4 separate regions of the Mus musculus genome follow, and regions 2, 3 and 4 are each linked to region 1. The links are chromatin contacts, called in public ChIA-PET and HiChIP or PLAC-seq maps. All regions are on one chromosome and are shown on one strand. Each heading gives the region's core, a stretch centred on a gene start, on an enhancer-like site or on the middle of the called end of the contact. The rest is flanking DNA. Distances are from core to core; before and after follow the strand shown. Region 1 overlaps Atp10a (ATPase, class V, type 10A). Region 2 holds the start of Ube3a (ubiquitin protein ligase E3A). Region 3 has its middle 53 kb from the start of n-TEttc7. Region 4 has its middle 76 kb from the start of n-TEttc7.

Evidence for each region. HiChIP or PLAC-seq counts read pairs in DNA pulled down with a chosen protein or histone mark. ChIA-PET counts read pairs in DNA pulled down with a chosen protein or histone mark.
Region 2: an RNA polymerase II ChIA-PET map of effector CD8 T cells shows a contact between it and region 1, with 16 read pairs. The contact joins the promoter of Ube3a here to the enhancer-like site in region 1. A contact is called at or near these places in 2 of 39 promoter capture datasets (3T3-L1-derived adipocytes and pre-B cells), 1 of 484 Hi-C or Micro-C datasets (CD8 T cells), 10 of 115 datasets of contacts at active chromatin or transcription factors (CD8 T cells, bone marrow-derived dendritic cells, bone marrow-derived macrophages and 7 more) and 2 of 9 other capture datasets (adipose tissue and liver).
Region 3: a CTCF HiChIP or PLAC-seq map of CD8 T cells shows a contact between it and region 1, with 7 read pairs. The contact joins two enhancer-like sites. A contact is called at or near these places in 1 of 15 datasets of contacts at CTCF or cohesin (CD8 T cells), 1 of 484 Hi-C or Micro-C datasets (natural killer cells) and 4 of 115 datasets of contacts at active chromatin or transcription factors (CD8 T cells, effector CD8 T cells, memory CD8 T cells and 1 more).
Region 4: a contact with region 1 is called in a BATF HiChIP or PLAC-seq map of CD8 T cells, with 14 read pairs. The contact joins two enhancer-like sites. A contact is called at or near these places in 3 of 115 datasets of contacts at active chromatin or transcription factors (CD8 T cells, effector CD8 T cells and memory CD8 T cells).

The regions. Positions count from the first base shown.
Region 1 is chr7:58,821,033-58,823,880 of GRCm38.p6, forward strand. All of the region lies in intron 16 of Atp10a (ATPase, class V, type 10A), which reads left to right. Among named protein-coding and RNA genes, the nearest start is that of Gm39019, 91 kb to the left of the region's middle. Within about 2 kb of position 1,484, at least 83 of the 459 cell types and tissues checked have an H3K27ac peak or open chromatin away from gene starts, as enhancers often do. A contact at or near this core is called in CD8 T cells, effector CD8 T cells, memory CD8 T cells and 2 more, where this site is marked.
Region 2 is chr7:59,227,310-59,230,157 of GRCm38.p6, forward strand. Ube3a (ubiquitin protein ligase E3A) reads left to right here and starts at 1,441. Exons shown (of 11, transcript NM_001033962.2): 1 at 1,441-1,962.
Region 3 is chr7:58,450,754-58,453,601 of GRCm38.p6, forward strand. No RefSeq gene overlaps it. Among named protein-coding and RNA genes, the nearest start is that of n-TEttc7, 53 kb to the left of the region's middle. Within about 2 kb of position 1,423, at least 21 of the 459 cell types and tissues checked have an H3K27ac peak or open chromatin away from gene starts, as enhancers often do. A contact at or near this core is called in CD8 T cells, effector CD8 T cells, memory CD8 T cells and 1 more, where this site is marked.
Region 4 is chr7:58,473,992-58,476,839 of GRCm38.p6, forward strand. No RefSeq gene overlaps it. Among named protein-coding and RNA genes, the nearest start is that of n-TEttc7, 76 kb to the left of the region's middle. Within about 2 kb of position 1,415, at least 24 of the 459 cell types and tissues checked have an H3K27ac peak or open chromatin away from gene starts, as enhancers often do. A contact at or near this core is called in CD8 T cells, effector CD8 T cells and memory CD8 T cells, where this site is marked.

The sequences.
Region 1 (2,848 bases), core at 234-2,733:
CTACATATGCAGGTAGAGACACGAGCTCTGGTGGGTACTGGTTAGTTCATAATGTTGTTGCAGACCCCTTCAGCTCCTTGGGTGCTTTCTCTAGTGCCTCCATTGGGGACCCTGTGTTCCATCTTATGGATGACTTCTAATGAAAACCTTCATGCTAACTCTAAGCTGATGTCAGTATAGCTCCTTTGTATTCTTAATGGTTCATTCTGGAAACTGACACATTTTCTTTCCTAACCTCTCCCACCCACTGGCCTGATTACCAAAATGTCTTCTAACAAATGAATACAAGATGCTCAGAACCAATCAAGATATGGCTAATTGAGTAGATTTAGAAATTAAATCAGATTAAACTCTGCCTGGGACCACATCCCCAAAAAAAAAAGTTGTGCTGTTTCTGACCTTGTGAGTTTATGTGTCCATTCATTGTAAGCCAGTATTGAATTGCCAGCACGGTGCATCCTCAGATACCCAGAGCCTAGAGTTTCCCAATTCCCTCTGCAGAAGTGAATGGCCTCTGTAGAGTAGGCCAGAATGGAATGCAGCCTCATTTACTTCAGTCTTTTTAGTGGCAACTTAAGCACATTGCTTCTAAACCGATAGTAGGGTTTTGTTGTCTTGATAACAACCCATTACAAGTTGAAAATATCACAAATGGAAAACACATTCAGTCCACCTAGATCAACTACTATCATAGCTTTGTGGCACAGAACCCTGCAACATTGTTACCTTGCAGACAGCTGGGAGCTTTGGCTCAAAACCACTATCCATCATTTTATGAGAGAATAAAGCCCAGGCAAAGAACCAATCAAAATTCAAAATTTGGGTGAATGCATATTGCTTTCACCCTACATCAAAAACTTGAAAAAAAAAAAACTAAATTGAGGCCTCATAAGTTGTAGACCATGTCTGTTTGACACCTTTGGGTTATAGTTTCTTTTAATCTCCCCAAAACAAAACTAGGAATTAAGCTAGCTTATCTCTGTCATTCCCAATTCAGGTTTGCCAACTTGAGAAGGTAGTGAGAATAACATACTGTAAGCTTTCCAAAGTTTTGGAGGTAAATCGAGGCCAAAGTGGCAGCCTGACATGTGTACACTCTCCTTCTGCTCACCTTGTTAAGCCTGCCTTTGTTGGAGAACACAGGGAGGAGAATTAGCCTGTTTTCCTTCATGTAAGATGCAGGGCTTTGTTAAGAGCATTTATCCACATGAGGAGTTCAAGGGTAATCAGTCCTCACAGGAGAGAGTCATTAATTTTAAGAATAAAATGGCCTTTCCAATAAAGAGCAGAGAAGAACAGTTTCCATAGTAACCGAGCTTTGGGAATAAAGCTCTTTGGTACGATGAGAGGGGGCTCTTAATTATCTGAGTATTTTTCTTCCTGTTCCCTTTGACTCCATTTGCTTTACTATGACTCATAAGGCTGAGCCCACGGCGGGTGAGCAAGAGTGAGCTGTGGGCGGAAGGCAGGGGGGAAAAATCAATGAAAAGCCCAAGACTGTCAGTGGTTTGTGTGAAGGGGGGAAGGTTGCATATTAGGAAACTTAAGTCATAGATTAAAACAGTAACTTGGGGGATTTAGTCATCGCTTCCACCCACATGGACTAGCATTTCTTCTGATCCTCAGAAGCAATTTTCTAGGCTAGATACTAAAGCCCAGAGACAGGTAAAGTAGCTCTGCCAAGAGCTGGAGACATAAAGCAACTCTTTCAAGAGCCATGAAGAGCTGTAGCTCAGAACCCTCACTGGGCTCAGTGGAACATTCATCCACTCTATCACATCTCTTTTGGAGACTGGTCCCCTGCACCTTAAGCCAAGATTCATGTGTTTGAACAAGTTGGATGTATTGCTCATACTCTGATCAAGTGTTTTCATATCTCATTTCTGTAAATGTTAAGAGGACTTTGAGTGTGAGCCTCAAAGAAGGAAATGAAGACATTAAGCTAGGAAGAGTATGCCTCTGACAAGAGCTACAGTATTCCAGAGATCTAATGAGTGTTTTAAGGTATCAGATCCTTTACTTCTCAACATCCCCCACCTCCAGCCCCATGTAGGTCTCAGTGGTATGGCCATATCATGGACAGGGAAACTGAAGTAGAGAGGGTGATATGATCTATGCCAGATTACACAGTGAGTCTGAAAATACATTATATGTTGGGTTTGTATCACTATACTATAATAAGTGAAATAAATAAGTTATAAAGGAAACGGTTTTTATTTTGGCTGACTGTTAGAGGTTTGGGTTTATGGTGAGGCAGCACATCATGATGGGAATAAAGATGCTTACCCCATGGTTCTCGGAGAGGCAGAGGGAATTGGGTTTCCAGTATTCTGTTTAATGACATGCCCTCACTGACTTCCCTTCACTAGGCCCACCTGTTTTGACTACCACTACTCCAAATAGCTCTGCGATCTGGGAAAAGAGCTTTAACTTAGGGGCCTCTGGGAGACACTTAAGATCTGGACCACAGTGTTTTATATCTGTCATCAGACTGCCATGCTCCCCATGTAAATGCAGCCCAGCCACTGACAACCTGATCCAGTGAAAGTAGAAAGACCTACCTAACCCACAGCACTGCTGAGCAGGCTATTCAGGCTCTCTGCTTCATAACATCTGTATCTTGGCCTTGCACTTGTGTGTGCCTTCCTCTAATGGGAGCTGTTGATAATTTTTCACTGTTCTTTTTCAAATAGAAAGTAAAAATGGGAGGATCATGAATTCAAGGCTAGACTGGGCCACATAGTTAAACCTTGTCTCCCCCGACCCCCAAATAAAGGAGGAGAAAAGAAAACACAAAGAAAATGGGAAAACAAGAGGACATGGGCTCAGAGATCTATCCTAGGGTAGT
Region 2 (2,848 bases), core at 191-2,690, 410 kb after region 1:
TACATTTTGATAATTCACATGACTAGACCATGACCTTTCATTTTCAGACTTTTATTTAGGAGTGAATAGCTGAAAGCGTCTTCACATGCTGCAACAGTTTATGTACTTTACTTTTCTTAGCAGTCTAATGATTTTCAGTTTTGGTTTTGTATTTAAATAGTTTGCAAAGATAACTCTTTAAAGGGTTACATTTATTACTGGCCCCTTTCATATAATACAATGGTATTCCAAATGAGGATCTTTAATGGATGGAGAAAAAAAAAGAATAGAAAAAATTTAAAGTATCTTAAAATCTGATATAACAGTTGCACTTATTATTTATCCTGTAATAGTTTACACACACACACGCCTATTATTTTTTAATTTTAAAAAATTGCAAGCCTTTAATCCCAGCATTCAGAAAGCGAATCTCTGAATTCAAAGCCAGCCTGGTCTACAGAGTGGGTTCCAGGACAGCCAGGGCTTCACAGAGAAATCTGTCTTGAAAAACCAATAATAAAAATATTTTTTATAGTGGGGAGATCTTTCATATATATATGATGTGTATATATATATACACACACATACACACACATTATAGGAGCTGTAATAAACAGAAAAGCACATTAATACATGTGATTGTTACATTTTGAGCACTAGATGATTAAGGCTTACTAAGTTGCAAGCCAGGAAATAACATGTCAGCTAGTCTTTATAATAATTTAGTGTCAAAATCATTAACAACAAACCTAAGTTAAACCCTCACTCCGGTACCAACAAGTCACATGGCTCTAACAGGGTTCGGGTGTTCTGTAAATCAAAATTAGTCTCTATCCACGTGTGATCAAGCAAGGCGGTTTCTTCTCAGTTGACATCTACTGGAAGACAACACAGGAGGGGCTGGGCTTTTACCTACTAGTCTGGTAAGCCAGTGACATATCATGTTCTGGCAGAGGCTGATGGCCTTGTTTGCTGAAAGGTTGCCCAATCTCAACGCCTGAATCCTTTACTCGGACAGTTCGGATGAAAAGTCGTAAGGGTCAGCTCTAGCAACAAAACGCTTCTATGCCTCCTCGTGCCGCCAGTAGGCTACACCCTCTTGGCCTATTCGTCCCTCTGACTCCTGGGCTTTGCTAGGCTGGGTAGACCTGTCCGCTCTCGCGAGTACACCGAAGCACACTGGTCTATAGATTGAGTAAAAGGAGCAGAGGCTAAAAACACCAAGCCTCTCTCAGCCCAGTCTCAAGATGGCGACGATGCTGGCCAGCTTCCACCCAGCCCAAGGCCATCTCCCCTTCCCAAAGGCCCCTGCGCCGCAGGCGAAGGCGAGCTAGAGGAGGGCCCCACAGAGCTGCGATCGGGGCGGGGCAGAGCCCGTCGCCATCCCACGCACGCGCAACCCCGCCTCGCATCCCGCCTCCGGACTCCGAGCCCTCGCCCGGCAGGGTTGGCGCGCGCTGCCTGTCGGGATACTCGGTCCGCCCACCTAGTCCTCTCGTCCAGTGCTGCGTTCGCGAGATCCGTATTTCTCCCAAGATGGTGGCGCTCCTCTTTGGGTGACTCCAGGAGACGACAGGGCCTTTCGTCTTTGCCAGCACCTCGTCGCCCCTCCTGCGCTCGCTCTCTCGCTCGCGCACCGGGCCACGCAGCTGTTCACCGCCTCGTTACGCTTCTCTTCCGTCGACCTGTCGCTGACGGTGGCGCCTCCTTCTGCTTCTCTTCGGAGTTGCTCGCCGCCCTCGCCCCCCACTGTGGACAGATCGCGACAGCAGCGCTTCAGCGCCGACTTCAAGGTTGCCCAGGCGCCTGGCCTCTCGGCCTCGGTTTCCTGAGGAGAAGCGCGGGTCCCGCATGAGACCCGGCGGTGGCGCCAGCGAAAGGGAACGAGGCGGTGGCGGGCGGCGGCGGTGGACGAGGGCGACAAGGACCAGTGAGGCGGCCGCAGCTGCGAGGGCCGCAGCCCACGCGCGGGGGCGAGGACAGGTCAGTGCTGCTGCGGCTGCGGCCTGCCCGGCGCGCTCCCTCTGGTCTGTACCGCCGGTCCCCTCGTCACCCTCCGGCCCGCGCTGACAGGGTAGGCGCCGGGCCCTCACCCGCCTCCGTGAGCGAGTGCTTGGGGCGCGTGGTCTGGAGGGGCCGGTGCCAGGACTAGGCCCTGGTGGCTGCGGCTGCTGCAGCCTTAACTGTCAGTGCTGGCTGGACGCAGGAGGGAGGGTTTTGTCACCCACGGGTACCCGAGTGGGCCCGGGGTGGGGCGGACGTGCAGGGCGTCGAGATCGGGGGCCTCATCTAAGCAGAGATCGGAGAGCCAGCCGTGGCTTCAGGCTGCGAAAGGCAGGCCTTTTCCTCCAAAGGGGCGCTCTGGTGGGGAAGACATATTTAGATGTGTGCTTAGTGGGTTGGGGTATTGGGGGTGGATTGGAAGGAAGACGGATGAAGCGGCACCTCAAGCCCAAGGATTGCGCTCTGGTTTTATTCGTGTGCTGCTTCTGGTAGGATTCAGTAGTTGAACGTGAGTTACTGATTCCTCAGAAACTGCTGTGTTAATTTTCAATGCAAACCTGTAAGCAGTTGGCCTCCTCCTCTTCTCCCCTCCCCCTTTTCAGTTGAGAAAATGAAAAGGACGTTTTCCCCATTTTGATGCGGAGGCTTTTTGTTGGAAGAATCAGAGTTGAATGTGCTATAATTGCGTTAGCCTTAAAAATAGAAAGTATAATTTTAATAAGACTTTATCAGCTTTAGAAGAATCCTCTAAAGACAATTTTACGTCAATTTTTTTTATGTCTTTTGAGCATGCTAAAATAGAACAGTATAAAATCTCTTTGGGATTGCGTTAAATAGCTAGTGTACTGTTGGAAATGTTAACTAA
Region 3 (2,848 bases), core at 173-2,672, 370 kb before region 1:
GGCAGGTGAATTTCTGAGTTCGAGGCTAGCCTGGTCTACAAAGTGAGTTCCAGGACAGCCAGGGCTACACAGAGAAACCCTGTCTCGAAAAAACAAAAACAAAACAAAACAAAAAAAGAATGGAATCGCTGGCTTAGGTGGAGAGCAAACACTCCACTCAAGCTGATTCAATAACTTTGGCTAAGGGACCAGCCCTGGGAAGATGGGCTGACCTTTTGCCAAAACTTAGAATACTTAGTTCTCTAGTGAGATACTATACTCTTTCCCAGAATGTTCCCTCCCTACTGCTGAAGATTATGTACTGCAGCCATGCAGGGTTTTTGCTATCTTTTCTAGGCATGTTTTTCTTAATAGTCCTGGTTTCCCTTACCCCAATATTTTTGGGCTTCTTTAACATGCAAGAAAAATAATATAAGAAGTTAAAGGGCAAAGTAAGAATAAGAACTCAGCCCCACTTCTACAGAGAGGATTATACAGTCCCTAAGACCCTGTCCCTAAGACCCTACCACATAGCGTCTGAGGGTGCAGGAGAATGTGGTACAGACTCAGTGCTCGGTTTTTGTAACTAATAACCAGAAACCCAGAGGGCATGGCTTTTCCAGACCCAAAACCAAGTTTTCTTGTTAAACTTCTTTTCAAAACTACAGGGTGGGAGAGAAGACAATTGTGTGATTTTACAACATTTGTGCTCCAGGATGTGTATCCCAGGTTAGGGGCTTTCCAACATTCCACAGGCAATATATCTGGAACCTTGCTCTTGTTCAGGGTCCTGGTTTAGGGGAGAGTTTCCCCTTATTTCTCTTTCTCTGTAGTCTTCCTCTACACCCTGTGGCTGCTTGTTGGCCAACATGTCTGGCTTCTAGGACAACTTCAGAGGTGTGGATTTTCCCTTCCCTCCTGCATTCTCCCCTGAGCAGCAGCTGTAGTTTTACATCTTGCCTGTCCTGTGAGTTTTCTTTTAAGTGCTAATAAAATTGCCCTGTACTTCCTTTTGAGTCCATTCTTAAACTCCTTTATAATGAGACTAAGGAGCTGAAAGGATACTCCAATTTCCCTTGTATCATTACTCTTCAAGATATATGGCTAGCAAAGGCTTTCCTCCTAGTCCATATGCTGTGTATTCATCCAGTTGTTTCCTTGGCTCTGCTGAAAGTTTTTAATTTCATGAAATCCCATTTGTGAAATGTTTCCCTGATTTCCCAAGAAGCACAGTTCTATCTGGAAGCCCTGGCTTACACTGTGTTTTCTACTTTCCAATCCTGAGTTTCAGGTCTTGCATTCAGGTCTTTGATGCATTTGTTGCTTTTCACATAGAGTGTGAGACTAAAATCTAGTTTCATTCTTCTACATGTAGATACCCGGTTTTCCAGCACCACTTGTTAAAGAAGTTGTCTCTTTTACATGTGTGTTTAGCATCTTTGTCAAGAACTAGGTGACTGTGGTTTTGTGGGCTTGTATCTGCATCCTCTATTCTAATCTATTGATCTAGGTGTTGGTGTCAGTACCCTGTTGTTTTTATAACTAGGGCTCTATTATAACTTGAAATTAGGTATGATGATGCCTGTTGGAGTATTCTTTTAACTAGAATGTTATTATGAGAGATGACTTTCAAAGTCCTTGTAATATAATATAAAGTATCATCCAATTTTTTGACAGTTACTTTGAGATACTCTGTGTCATCATTTGTGATTTCTTACATATTGTTGTTTATGTTCTCCATAAAACCATAATGGAGTTCAGTAAACTGTTTACAATTAACCAGTTTATGCCAGATCACTTGAAACTAGATCAGTGCAAAGGAGGAGGGGGTATGCTCTAGCCCAAACTGATATGACTTTTAGTCTGCCATCTAGCACGATGCTCACTTATGGCAAGCCATCAGTGCCAAGCAAAATGACTCTATAAAGAACAAATGCAATTATGGCTCTTGCCCTCACAGGCTAGGAGAGGAGCAGAAGCCAATGACATTATACATTAGTTGGGTGCTTCAAGCAGATGTCCCTGCAAGAAAGACAGATGGTCTGGGTGGTCTTGGCTGAGTTAATAAATGTTACAAATAATTTATGGGGCGCAGTATTTCTAAAAACTACACTTTTGATGTTAGCACTACATGAATATTATACTGTGTTCTTAGAGAAATTAAGATAACTATAATGTCACTAGGTAATAGTATCTATGGTAACATGTGGTCCACTGTTAACTAAAACTTCATTCTGTGGTACATGACTGTGATAAGAGTTAAGGTCTGGAAGGGGAGTTTTGGACAACACAGAAAGTAACAAGGTCCCAGGAAGAGAACAAATGCTTCCTGGAAGTGAGGTAGAGAGCCTGGATGCAGCTCAAATTAGAAGTCGGGGTTAGACAAGAATACTGAAGGTGCAAGGAATGCCATAGTTCTCTGTGTGGATCGGAAGAGGGTTAAGGCATGATCAAATTCACATCTAAAGACCCTCTGCAAGTCTCTATAGAGAACTGAATGGGGGGAAATGAGAACACCTGACCACCATATACCTGTCAATACTAAGACAGTACAGCTAGATAATGTACTAGAGCTTAGATCAAGGAGACTTCTGAATATACCCATTGTTACAAGAAAACTGAAGGAGGGGAAAATAAAATTCAGTAAGAAGAGAAAGTAGCAGCATATCCCTTGACGCCCAGTATAAAGTGTGGGTCATGAACGTCAGCATTTGGATCACAACGATTTTATTCCCCAGAAATAGCAAAAGCCATCTCAGCCCAACATGATTGTCTTAGTTAGGGTTCCTACTACCCTGACCAAACATCATGACCAAAAGCAACTTGAGAAGGCAAGAGTTTATTTCTCTTATATACTTTTGTCATAGTT
Region 4 (2,848 bases), core at 165-2,664, 350 kb before region 1:
GGACATGCCAAGCTAGGCAATCTGGGTGGTGAATCATCAATTGAAGGTATAATTATATGCATGATAATCATAACAAAGCAAGGATTTGGTCTGGACAGGAAGCTCAGCAGTTAACAGCACTTGTTGCCTTTGCAGAGGAACAGGGTTTGGTTCTATCATAGTCAATGGTCGATTGCTGTGAAGAGACGCCATAAGCAAAACATTATAATGGGAAACATTTATTAGGGATTGCTTACATTTTTGGAGGATTATTCCATTATCTCCCTGGTAGGAAGCATGATGGCACACAGGCAGACATGGTGTGGAGAAGGAGCAGAGAGAATCTGGATCCACAGGCAACAGAAAGAGACAGTGACCCACTTAGGTTCTAAAGAACCTCAAAGCCCACCCCAAGTAACACACTTTCTCCCACAAGGCCATACCTTCTAATCTTTTCAACAGTCCCACCCCCATGACTAAGCATTCAAACCTGTGAGTCTATGGGGTCATTCTCATTTAAATCCCAAGGGGTTCCCAGCATCAGACATGGATGCCCACAGCTGTAAGTGTAACTCCAATTACAGGGTATCAGATACTCTTACATGTTTTTAAAAAAAAATAAAGAAAAGCAATGATGGAACAGAGAGAGGGTGAGTAATGGACAATAGCTTTCCACATTCAATAGCACACAGGATACTTGCAGTCAGCCACAGTCAAAGGAATGTTTCAGAACAGCTCATTGGAAGCACTTCAGTGTTACCACGTGGGGAAGTGGCAGGTATTCGAGGTGACAGAAATGCCAGTTATGGTGACCTGACTGTTCCACGATACACTTGTGTACACCACCACCACAGTGCATGTGTGATTACTGTATATCAAGTAAAAATCAAAATGAAAGTCAAAAGTAAAGAAACATACTAAAGCCTGCCGTATTCCCTATTATACTAGGGGGAGTAACCAGGATGAGGGGAGATTTTATGTTTTATATATTTTTATCTTAAATGAACTTGTGCACATATTTCAATATATATCAAGGATTTGCCCAAAACATCGATAAAATCTTCACCTCCCAAAACTGGTTTAGAAATGTCTCCTCGTAAATAAACAGGGAACCAAATAAACCATTGGAGGCTGACAAAATTTTTCACTGTTTAGAGGGAAATACTCATAATTTTTACAAAGAGATTCTGTAGAAAAAGCTATGTTCAGTTGGTGGTTGTAAACCAGAAGTATGACTCCAGCCCTGATGAGTTGCAACAAATGAGATAAGTGTGAAGACAAAGGGCCCAGCTGGCCGTAATCTCTGAGCAAGTATCTGAGGTTCTACTTGGAAAGTGAAATCAAAGTGGAGTTAATAGAACTTTTTCTATTGTTAGGCAATAGGCAACCCTAGACAGGATGTGATTTGACAGTTATACGGTTTGGGAGATGACTGTACAGCTAATTCTCTCTGAGAAACCCTTGTTCAGTTCACTAACAATAACACAGCAGAGACCTGAGGTGACATTAAGGAAATAAAAGTCAATGACTTCCTCCAAGCTAGAAAGACTGTGTTCCTCACAGAGTGTCCTGGTAGCAAGTGAGTCACACTGAAGAGTGTGAGCACACGGAGCCAGCGATGTTCACTTAACGTATTCTGGAGTTGAAAATGTGCCTAGTTGGTTATTCAGAAATTCCCTTGGGAGGAAAGTCATCAGGAGACCACACTCAGGTAAAACATTGCCTTTCTGTGTGCTAAGGAACAAAGAATGGATTGCAAGAATGCTCCAAACAAGATTATGAATGACAACAACATGCTCAGGATTCAAGAAAGATGTTGTCTTCATTAGGATTTCTATTGCTATGAAGAGGCACCATGACCACAAAAATTCTTATGATGAAAAACATTTCATTGGGGCTGGCTTTCAGTCTAAAGGTTATGTCCACCATTGTCATGGCAGGAAGCATGGTGGCATGCAGGCAGACATGGTGCTGGCCAGTTAACTGAGAATTCTACACCTGGATCCACAGGCAGCAGGAAAAGTCTGAACTTTTGAAACCTCAAAGCTTATGCCCAGTGACACACTTCTTCCATCAATGTCACAACGTACTGCAACAAGGCCAATTGTCCCAATCCTTTCAAGTAATGCCATTTACTATGAGCCAGTCGGGACCATTTTCATTCAAACAAGCACAGGTGTGTCTATTCCTAAGGGAGGCAAAGTTCTGTATGAACTCACCCTGGAAAGTTTTTGTTTTATTATGTTGCTAATATTTCAAGTTATCATTTAATAAATGTTAATTTTATCATTCTTAACCTCCTTATGCATTTATAACCTACAGGAAATTTTTTTAAAATTCTCTCACAAATTTTGTTTTGTTTTTTCAAGACAATGTAGACCAAGCTGTCCTTGAACTCATGGGTGATCCTCTTGCCTTTGTTTTCTGAATGCTGAGATTTCTGGTATGGATTAGCACCCCAAATCTAATCATACACACACACACACACACACACACACACACACACTCACACACACACACATCGCCGCTGCCATCATCGTTGTCTTCATGTCATCGTCGTCATCATCATCATTACTCTAAAATTAATCTCCATGCTTCTTACAATCCCTGTGCATCCTCTTGGCTTGCAGGAATTTAGTTATGGTTCTAAGCTACAGTCAAGTGAAATGTGCTCAGCTGTGTTCAGAGTAGCATGGCTTCTGCATTTTTGTGGGTTGGAGAACTGAACCACTGCCTCTAGAAGCCCTGTGTTAAAGGCTTGATCTCAAGACTTTGGGACTATTGGTAGGTAGTAGGAGGTGGGGCTTATAGATGGAGTACATTAGGACACTTGGTCTAAGGGCATGCCCCTGAAGCTGCCTGTAGGACT